Linked DNA regions of Sus scrofa: region 1 is linked to region 2. Evidence: chromatin contacts called from public Hi-C data. All regions are on one chromosome and are shown on one strand. The core of a region is the stretch at or near the end of the contact, and the rest is flanking DNA. Distances in the headings are between cores, read along the strand shown.

Evidence for each region. Hi-C and Micro-C count contacts between places; a contact is called where the count stands out from the background.
Region 1: a Hi-C map of liver shows a contact between it and region 2, with 6 times the contacts expected there. The contact joins the promoter of URAD here to the enhancer-like site in region 2. A contact is called at or near these places in 12 of 47 Hi-C or Micro-C datasets (alveolar macrophages, embryonic fibroblasts, heart right ventricle and 7 more).

What each region holds. Positions count from the first base shown.
Region 1 is chr11:5,360,674-5,365,241 of Sscrofa11.1, forward strand. URAD (putative 2-oxo-4-hydroxy-4-carboxy-5-ureidoimidazoline decarboxylase) reads right to left here and starts at 2,808. Exons shown (of 3, transcript XM_003357809.4): 1 at 2,718-2,808; 2 at 1,910-2,236. The coding sequence starts at 2,198.
Region 2 is chr11:4,552,310-4,556,468 of Sscrofa11.1, forward strand. No RefSeq gene overlaps it. Among named protein-coding and RNA genes, the nearest start is that of GPR12, 130 kb to the left of the region's middle. Within about 2 kb of position 2,167, at least 19 of the 83 cell types and tissues checked have an H3K27ac peak or open chromatin away from gene starts, as enhancers often do. A contact at or near this core is called in liver, where this site is marked.

The DNA of each region.
Region 1 (4,568 bases), core at 1,558-4,057, 810 kb after region 2:
CCCTAGGAAATATTTCTAGATGTTGCTTTTGAGTCTCTGGAACAAGCCTTCAAAGGCTGTTGGATTGGCCATCCGGGTTTGAATCCCAGTTTTGCCACTTTCTAGCTCTGCGTCCTTGATCAAGTTACTTAATCTCTCTATGCCTCAGTTTTCTTCTCTGTAAAATGGGGATAATAATGATACTACTTGTTTTCTAGGATTAGGATAAGGACTAACTGAGTTCACAAATGCAAAGTGTTTGGCAAGTGCTTGAAACCCAGCACTACTAAGAGTTAAATCCTTCGGGCGGCTGCTATTACCATCGCTGGCTTCGCCTGTCTAATGCCGTGAGGATGAGTAGGATTAGATCCCGGGCGATTAGAGACAGGCTGTGCTCCCAGCTGCCTGAGGGAAGCATAGGGCTGAGAAGCTGGCTCCACCAGCAGGGAGATCCCTCCAGAGAACCGAGCACAGAAAAGCAAACGAGCCTTTGTGTGGCCCAAACTCGGTCCAGTCATTTGTCCCACGGACCCGCCTCTAAAGTCACCCCAGTTAAAGAGTGGCGTGAAGGGATAACACCAGGGTGCATCATCTTTCAAAATCTTCTTCGGAATAATTTCATATATGCATTCAACAAACATTTTATCGAGTCCCAGTATCCACGGAGTGGTGTGGGCGTCCCACACTGGCCGGGATACAGAGGTTCCCTGATGTCTGAGGGTTCAGCCCTGAGAGGTGGGGGACGGTCCACATGCCCCCCCCCTTCCTGACAGCTTGATTTTTACCCCCATCCTCCCCCCTCCCTGGAGGCGCCTAAAAGGAATTAAGAGGAGGTCCCCATTCCGGAGAACTCCTCCGACCCCCGGAAACCGTGGCTGGCGGGGGTCAAAGCGCTGGGCTTCGGAGGGAGACCTCGCTTCCCCAAGATCCCCTCCGTGAAGGGAGCCCCCCTCTGTGAAGGCAGCCCGTCCGTCCCGTCCAGGCTCCTGCAAAGACCGTGCGCCCTGCCTGCCCCGGAGGCAGCCTTGGCGGCTCACCTTTGGCCTCTGAACCCCCGTGGGGCCGCGTGTCATTCTGAGTCACTGGGCTGGGCCTGACCCCAACCCCCCTCCCCTCCCCTCCCCACCCACAAGCGCCTCCCCTTCTCTCTCTGCCCAAGGATTTCAGCGCCGTCCCTCTCCTGCTCCAGAGGGATTCCTGCAGATTTTTGTCTTGCCGCCTCACCCCGCGGGGAGTTGCTGATCTGAGCGCGTTTACTCTGCGCAGCAGTCTGGTCCCAACCGGCCCTTTCTGGTAAGAATGTCAGCCGGTTGCTCTTTCCCCTGGGCCCTGAGATGCGGTGATACGGCGCTGGCTCCTCGCCTGCATTCAGAACATTCCCGGAGCGCACGCGGCTGGGGGGGCCCCCGCTGACCTTTGGCCTGTGAGGCCCCGGGACACCGCGCCTGTTCCTCTTTCCTCGTAACCCCACAGCTTTAATATTTAACAGCCGCTTTGCCCGAGCCAAGCGACCCGTGTTCTTTGATTCCCCTTTGGGCGTCACCAGTGCCGGATCCCCGCTACCGAACTGACCCCCCAAAGAAGGAAATACATCCACCAGCGACCAGCCACTAAAGGAAACATCGAAGCGTATTTTGAGAACCAAAAAGCAGCAGACTCACAGAGAGAGAACAAACCGGTGGTGGTGGTGGGGGGGGTCTGGGGCGGGGAGGGAGAGGGCCACACTTTTAGGTATAGGACAGGCTTGAAAATGTTTTGTGCAGCACCAATGTTTTGCAGCAACTGTCAATGGAAAGTAACCTTCAAAGAGTGTCTAACAATTTATATTTTTTAAAAATTTAAAAAGCCACGGGACCTCTCCCCACTACTTGGACAAGCCCCTCTGGGGTCCCTCGGTAGACCACCTCAGTGTCCGACACTGAAGCCTTACCTGACGGTGGAAGAGCGTCAATAAAGGCAAAAAAGTGCTTCTCTAAATCTTCCAAGCCAGAGAAGGGGCGCTGGGACCAAACAGCCGCTGCGATCAGAGGACATCTCTCGATGACATTCCCAAACACGTCCACAAATTCTCCGAAGTCCATGGAGTTGACCTTCTCAATGTCCATGGCTGCCGTTCCAGCGGGTCGAGGCTCCCCTCTGGGTGAGCGCGGCGGCTCTGCTCCCCAGCTGCTGTTTGCTGAACGCACAGGCTTGTTTTTGATGCAACAGCAGCTTGGCATGTTTTAAATGCCTCTGGGAGAGAAGCGGATCCTGAGTCCTTGTGCAATGAACAAACACAGGCTTAAGGTCTCAGCCAGGATGCAGAGACCTTGCAAAAGGGTAAACACATCCAACCAAACTCCCCCCGCCCCCAACCATCTCAGCTAGCAGGGGCTGTTTTTATTCTCGACATTCAAGGCGGATAGACTTCTGGTGCGATTCACATTTTTATGTCATCGTTATCCCAGGGATGTTTCCCCATAACCCAGACAGCTCATGAGTCAACCCACTTGCTTTGATGGCCCGTCTTGTTGCTGCTGCTGTGGAAAACAGAGAGTGTGTTTTACCCTTTCTCTGTATTGCACATGCTTAACACAAGGACTTAATAGACTCTTGTTCCACCAGATGTGGCATCCAGAATCATTCTGTCCCCTTCTCCTGTGTCGCCCACACACCCTTATGTGTTATTTTCTTCCCGAATATATCTATCCCTGTCTGAAAGCGCCTTGCTTATTGTGTGTATTTATTTGTGTTATCACCTCTCAGCCACGGCAAAGTCCATGAGCCTGGAGACAGTGTGTCTTGTTTGCTTATGTCCCGGGTGCCGAGTTCTGTGCCCACGGGAAGCGTGTAATAAACACGGGGGGGGAGTTGACCCGATGACCACGTGGATTAAATTTCTCACGCGAATACCTGCTATGCCTGCTCAAAACAGCAACACTGTGGGAGAGAAAGACAAAGAAAAGGAGGGCTCAGAATTTAAAATGAAAGCTATTGCTGCTGGTCCCTGTAGAGCTGAAAATGCAAATGTATTTCCAAAAGTCATGCTAACTCCACTTTCATCTGCATCCAAATTCAGTGAGAGGACAGCCTCGTTGTTTCCCAGCTCAGGTGTCACCCTTTGGCTTCCTGGGCCAAAGGGTCACGACTAAAGGACAGACAGAAAAGAAGGTGATGAAATTTGCTTTTCCAAGGGGGGAAATTGGTGGTGAAGTGTGTATATACATATATATATTTAATATTTATATGTTTATATACATATACATACACACGTCCTTCACCGACAGGTGAGGCGTATGTGTATATATGTTAACCATATACATATATTAACCTATATATGATTCACTCTTGCACATCACATGCTTCCCGTAGAAATGTGAAAACACTGGTTCTGTGGTGTGTGTGCAATGGCCCAACCACAGAACGTGCTCTGTTCTCCCTTCTGCCACCAGGGTCACCACAGTCCTTTTGTCCCTGCTGCTTTCCCTGAAGCCCCAGGAAACGGCTCAGGGTCCGTTGCCTCCGCTTCCCCTCCGTGGCGCCCCAGCCTCGGCCCCTCCCAGGGCTGGCTGCGCCCCATCAGAGTTCAGAAGAGGCCCCCGTTCTGGAAGGAGGGCGCCTTCCATCCTGGCTCCCAGCCTGGTTCCCACCCTGGTGCCAGCAACAGAAGCCAGAGCAGAAGCCGAGAGTCCGGAGAGAAGGGGTTCCGGCTCCACTGCTCCTCGACCCCCCACCCACCTTGCACAACCCTTACCTCCTCCTCTTACTCTGCACTCGGAAGCCCCTCCCCCCCGCCAAAAGCGCCCCAGCCAGGGCTTGGAGCCTGGCAGTCCTCAGCCCCCAGCCCCTCTGCAAGCAGCAGGAGAGAGATAGACATCTGAATTTGCAAGCGGAAACTCCTTCACTCATGGAAATGCTGATACGTGGTGGGAAGGGCCTCGCTGCAGACGTGCCTGCATTTCTGGCAGAGCCTGGGAGCCTGACCCCCTTTCAGCCTGTTTTATCTATGACAACAATGCAAGTGCAAACAGCCTGCTCACCTAGGAACTTTTAAGACACAAACGGCCAAAGTATTAAAGAGTCGTGTGCATAGAAACTGCATCCACACACGCACACACAAACTCACCCAAATTCCTAATATGGAATCTGGGGACCCACGCTACAGAAGCACCAGGGGTCCGGCGGGGTGTGTGGGGGGGTGAGCTCAGTTAATCCTGCCTGGCTCTCCCCCAGGCAAACCAATGAAGGAAATTTAAGCTAGTCAGAGGGGCAGGAAATTTTCATCCCAGCAAAAAGGTACAGGGTTGACTTGTGCACTATAAATCGTGTGAATTGTGTGGTATATGAATTACGTATCAATAAAGCTATAATTTCCTTAATTTATATATATTGTTTCATAATTTATGTTTAACCATACAAGCTATGATTCTTCTTCTTTTTTCTTTTTTTTTTTCTTTTTTGCTTTTTAGGGCCGCACTCAAGGCATATGGAGGTTCCCAGGCCAGGGGTCAAATCGGAGCTACGTCTGCCGGCCTACATCACAGCCACAGCAATGACAGATCCAAGCGGAGTCTGCGACCTACACCACAGCTCATGGCAATGCTGGATCC
Region 2 (4,159 bases), core at 917-3,416:
CGTGGCGTGGCAGATGGGCGGGCAGGCAGGACACTAAAGAAAGGGGGTGGGATGAGGTGGCTCCTAAGGCAAATCGGGGGCTTCCCAGGTGGGAGAGCTAAGCTGACCGGAGGCGCTGTCCCCTCGGGGCTGCCTCCAGGGGTCTGTCCATTGGTCGGGTCCTCACTGAACGTGCCCATGCGCCCGCAGGATGCTCAGCGCGGCGGTGGGTGGGCTGCCTCTGCTTCTCGCCCACCAGCCGTATCTCCCCCGGCCCTCGGCTGTGAGGTTTATGGTCAGAGAGGACTTCCCTGCTGGGAGCTCCGGGTGAGCCTGGCGAGGAAACGGGCCATCACCATAAGCACCGGAGGCGATGCTGCCGCACAGGCGAGCCCCCGCGCTTGTGCCCAGCGCCCCTCACTCTGCGGAGCAAAGCGCCGTTATCTAACTCATCAGAACAGACCTCCCAGCAACACTTCACCCACTTATTATTTTACGAGATGGTTATCACCCGTGGCCACGGGATTAATAAAAATTGAGGGTAATAAAAGAAATCACAGAGGAAACTAACGCCGTCAACTTTGTAATAAAAGGGACGAAGCAGCCTTCGTTTGCAGTGACAAATTCTCCGTCTCACAAACTCAGAAATAAGGGCCAGGAGGGAGGACACCGGAGGCGGTTTAGGCAAAGACCACACGCGGTCCAGGTGCCCGCCTGGCAGTGGTACCCTGTGCTCTGCGTCCAGAACTCGGGGGTGGACAGGAAGGGAATCCCAGTCGAGCCTCTGTCCAAGCCCCTCCCCAGAGAAAGATGCTACCGTCGCCGGCACCCCCTCTGCCCGCCTCACAGTGCTGGAGAGCGAGGAACCCCAGCGTCCCCCCGGCTGCACGAGGGCAGAAAGGCCCCCGCAGCCCGCACAGGAGCGAGGACGCGGCTCTGAATCCCGAGTCCCCTCCAGTACCGTGCTCGTACCAAGCCCACCCCAGCCCAACTTCCCACCAACACAGATGTGGCCCAGGACCGCTCAGAGCCCAGGGTCACCGCTGTGACCTGCCTGTATTTGCCCCCCAGGAGCAACGCAAAGGAACGGGGAGCCAGCCCCAGGCTGGGCACCAGCTTCCAGAAAAACACACAGTCCACTTAGGTCAAAGGGCACAGGGCGTGCAGTGCAGGGTGGCCCGAGTGCCGCGGGCAGGTGCTCGTGGACACGACGACGGAGGGCCCTGCGGAGAGGAGGCCCTCCCAGCAGAGAGCAAGAGGGGCAGCCCTGACGAGGCCGCCAGCCGGACGGCAGACCTAGGAGGCGGCCAGTGAGGGAGGAAGTGGGAAGCGGACGAGGACAGGGGGCAGAGATGGGCGGCGTGCCCATAACACATGGGCACGAGGTGACGGGTGAGACGGGCACGGAGGGCGAGAGGACGCGGCGGGTTCTGTAGGAGTGACCTGAGCAGCGCCAGGCATTCCTGTGGCACCTGATTCCTTTGGGGGAGCCGTTAGGGTGGAGGGCTGGGACCCTCCCCGACGTTATTTAACCACCAAGGACTTAACATGGTCACCAGGAAAGCTCGCGGGTGCCTCTGCGGACAGTCCACTTGCTTTTGCAATAGATGCACGACCTTCCGGCCGCCTCACTCCTCAGAGGACAGACAGAGGGCTGGAGGCGGGTTCCCCGAGGAAGAGAGGGTCTCAGAACAGGAAGCCCTATCGCGCCCAGCCGCCTGGACCCTGAGCAGCGCCCCCCAGGGGCACAGCCGGGACGCATCCGCTCTCGGCTTTCCAACGCTGGTGTTTCTTCCTGCGCCAGCTTCATCTCAGGCTTTCTCCAGGAGGGCACGTGGGAAGATCAGTGCCAGGGGCTCTCAGCGGCTTGGGGGCTGGGGGGTACCTTCCCCCGCCTCCGAGATGACCCAGTTTCCCTAGAGGAGAGTGTGTCCTGTATCCAATCCCGAGAGAGCCGAGCTGGAGCCAAACGGCCGCCTATCAGCACGCAATCCAAACACCCGCCAAGGCCCCTTGGCCAGTAATAAACCCCGGCGGCCGCAAAAACAGGCCGAGAGCCGGGGAACAGAGCCCTGCCCGTGTAATGATTAACTGGCAGCGAGGGGGCCCTGGAGGTCACAGTGACAATGCGAAAGTCTCCCCGAGCTATCTCAAGTGCAGAGGGCCCGGGGAGGGCCCGGCTGGCGCCCAACGCGCAAGGGCTCCCTGCCCCTCGGGGGCCTGCTGGCTGCAAGATCCTGCGTGGCCCCTCCCAAGGGGACAGGGTGGCTGACGTCACCAGCCTGGGGACACGGGCCCTGGTAAAGTCCACGGGGACGATGCCAACAGGGGCGTCTTCCCGGGAGGCGGCTTCTCCCCACACCAGCCACTGATAAGCCTTTCCAAGAAGAGGGAGGCCCGGCGCTTATCTTTACGGCCTGGCCGATCCTCAGACTCTGCGGGCGGCAGGGCCGGAGCTGGGCTTTTGGGCGGACGCTCTGCCTTCTGATCTCTTTCGTACTTTGGCATCTCGCGGGGAAATTCTCCAGCAGCTTTGCTGCGAGGCTCCTCGATAGCTGCCGGTGCAGAACCGGGCCCTCGGTTTACACGCGTGAGGCCGGCTGGGCCCCCCAGGGGGTCCACGGTGCTGCTTCCACAGCGCCCCAGGGAGCCCTCTCACCAGGGAGGCGATGCCAACCCGGAGAAAAGAATGACAGTAACGAGGACTCTGGGAGGAAGGGCCTATAAAGCCTGTGTTCCAGGGCGTCACGTCAGTGAAGACAAACGGGCTCTCCCAACGTGCAGGGCGGAGTGAAAACACTCGAGGGCCCGGCCAGCCAGGGTCAAGACGGTGCCTGAGCTGCCCCCGCGGGCCTCCCCGCTCGGCTCCACCACTTGGACTGAGCCTCGTACTGGTGTTCACACCCGCCAACGGGCTCCCAACTCACAGAAGTTTCACACCGTCTGCCACCCTCCACCCTCCAGCCCCCCACCCCCGGACCAAAGGCGGCGGTTGGAAGCCCCTCTCCTAACGCCCGCTGATGCTGGAAGAGCCTTCCCACACGGCGCGAATTCTCCCCGCAGAACAGGAGCCCAAAACAGCTGGTCCCGATTCCCGCCAACACACCCCTCCCGTGGCTGTCGCGGCGCAGGATCAAATATTGACATCCTGTCCCGGAGAGCCGGGGAAGGAAGACCAGCCCCCAGATCTGGGCTCCTCTGACTCCCGGAGGCCAACCAACCAGCCGTGTCGTTATATTCCTTTATGCGTAACCTCATTCTTCAACTAACTTGTCTTAAGAACCCTTCCAGAATAAATCACTTTCTTTTCCAGTCAGTGTCTTTTGGGTAAATGAGTTTTCACCTTTTCCAGCCATGTATGATAACACTGGCCTGCTTTCGCTTTTTTTTTTTTTGTCTTTTTAGAGACACAGACGCGGCATAGGGAGGTTCCCAGGCTAGGGGTCGAATCACAGCCGTGGCTGCCGCCTACACCAGAGCCACAGCAATACCAGATCCGAGCCGCACCTGCAACCTACACCACAGCTCACGGCAACGCCAGATCCTTAACCCACTATGCGAGGCCAGGGATCGAACCCGCATCCTCACGGATACTAGTCAGGCTTGTTACCACGGAGCCACGATGGGAACTCCATCAACGGTCTACTTTCAAATATGTTATACTTCACGAGGCCCAGAACATGATGGGCTCTTGATGGAAATAATAAGTAAAAATTCTTAACAAAAAACAAGCCAATTAAGTTTCCAGATCTAAGTACTAGATTACAGGAAACATGGGACTAGGGCAAAAAGTTCAGCGACACCCAGGCTGCACCTGGCAAAATCCAGGACGTGGGAAACCGCACATCAGCTCACGTCCACTGCAGCTGGGTCATCGCACCATTGGCTCCGCTTTTATGAACGTGCGAAATCTTGATAATAAAGGCTGAAAATACCTGCACGTGTTTTGCACATACACACAAACACAAATCCAAAAGAACACTCGATCAGACACCTCTTGGCGCTCCTGCTGCGGCTCACAGAGGGGCCCTTCCAGGATCGGAAAGGCCAGGAGGGGGCTCTGCAGAGCTGGGGGCAAAGCCCATTCTGACCTCACCAGACCCCGGGCCCTGGGGGGTGTGGGCTCCAGGAGGCCTCTGCTGGCCACCCCGGCCCCTGCCACTCTGCCCGCCGCAGGGAC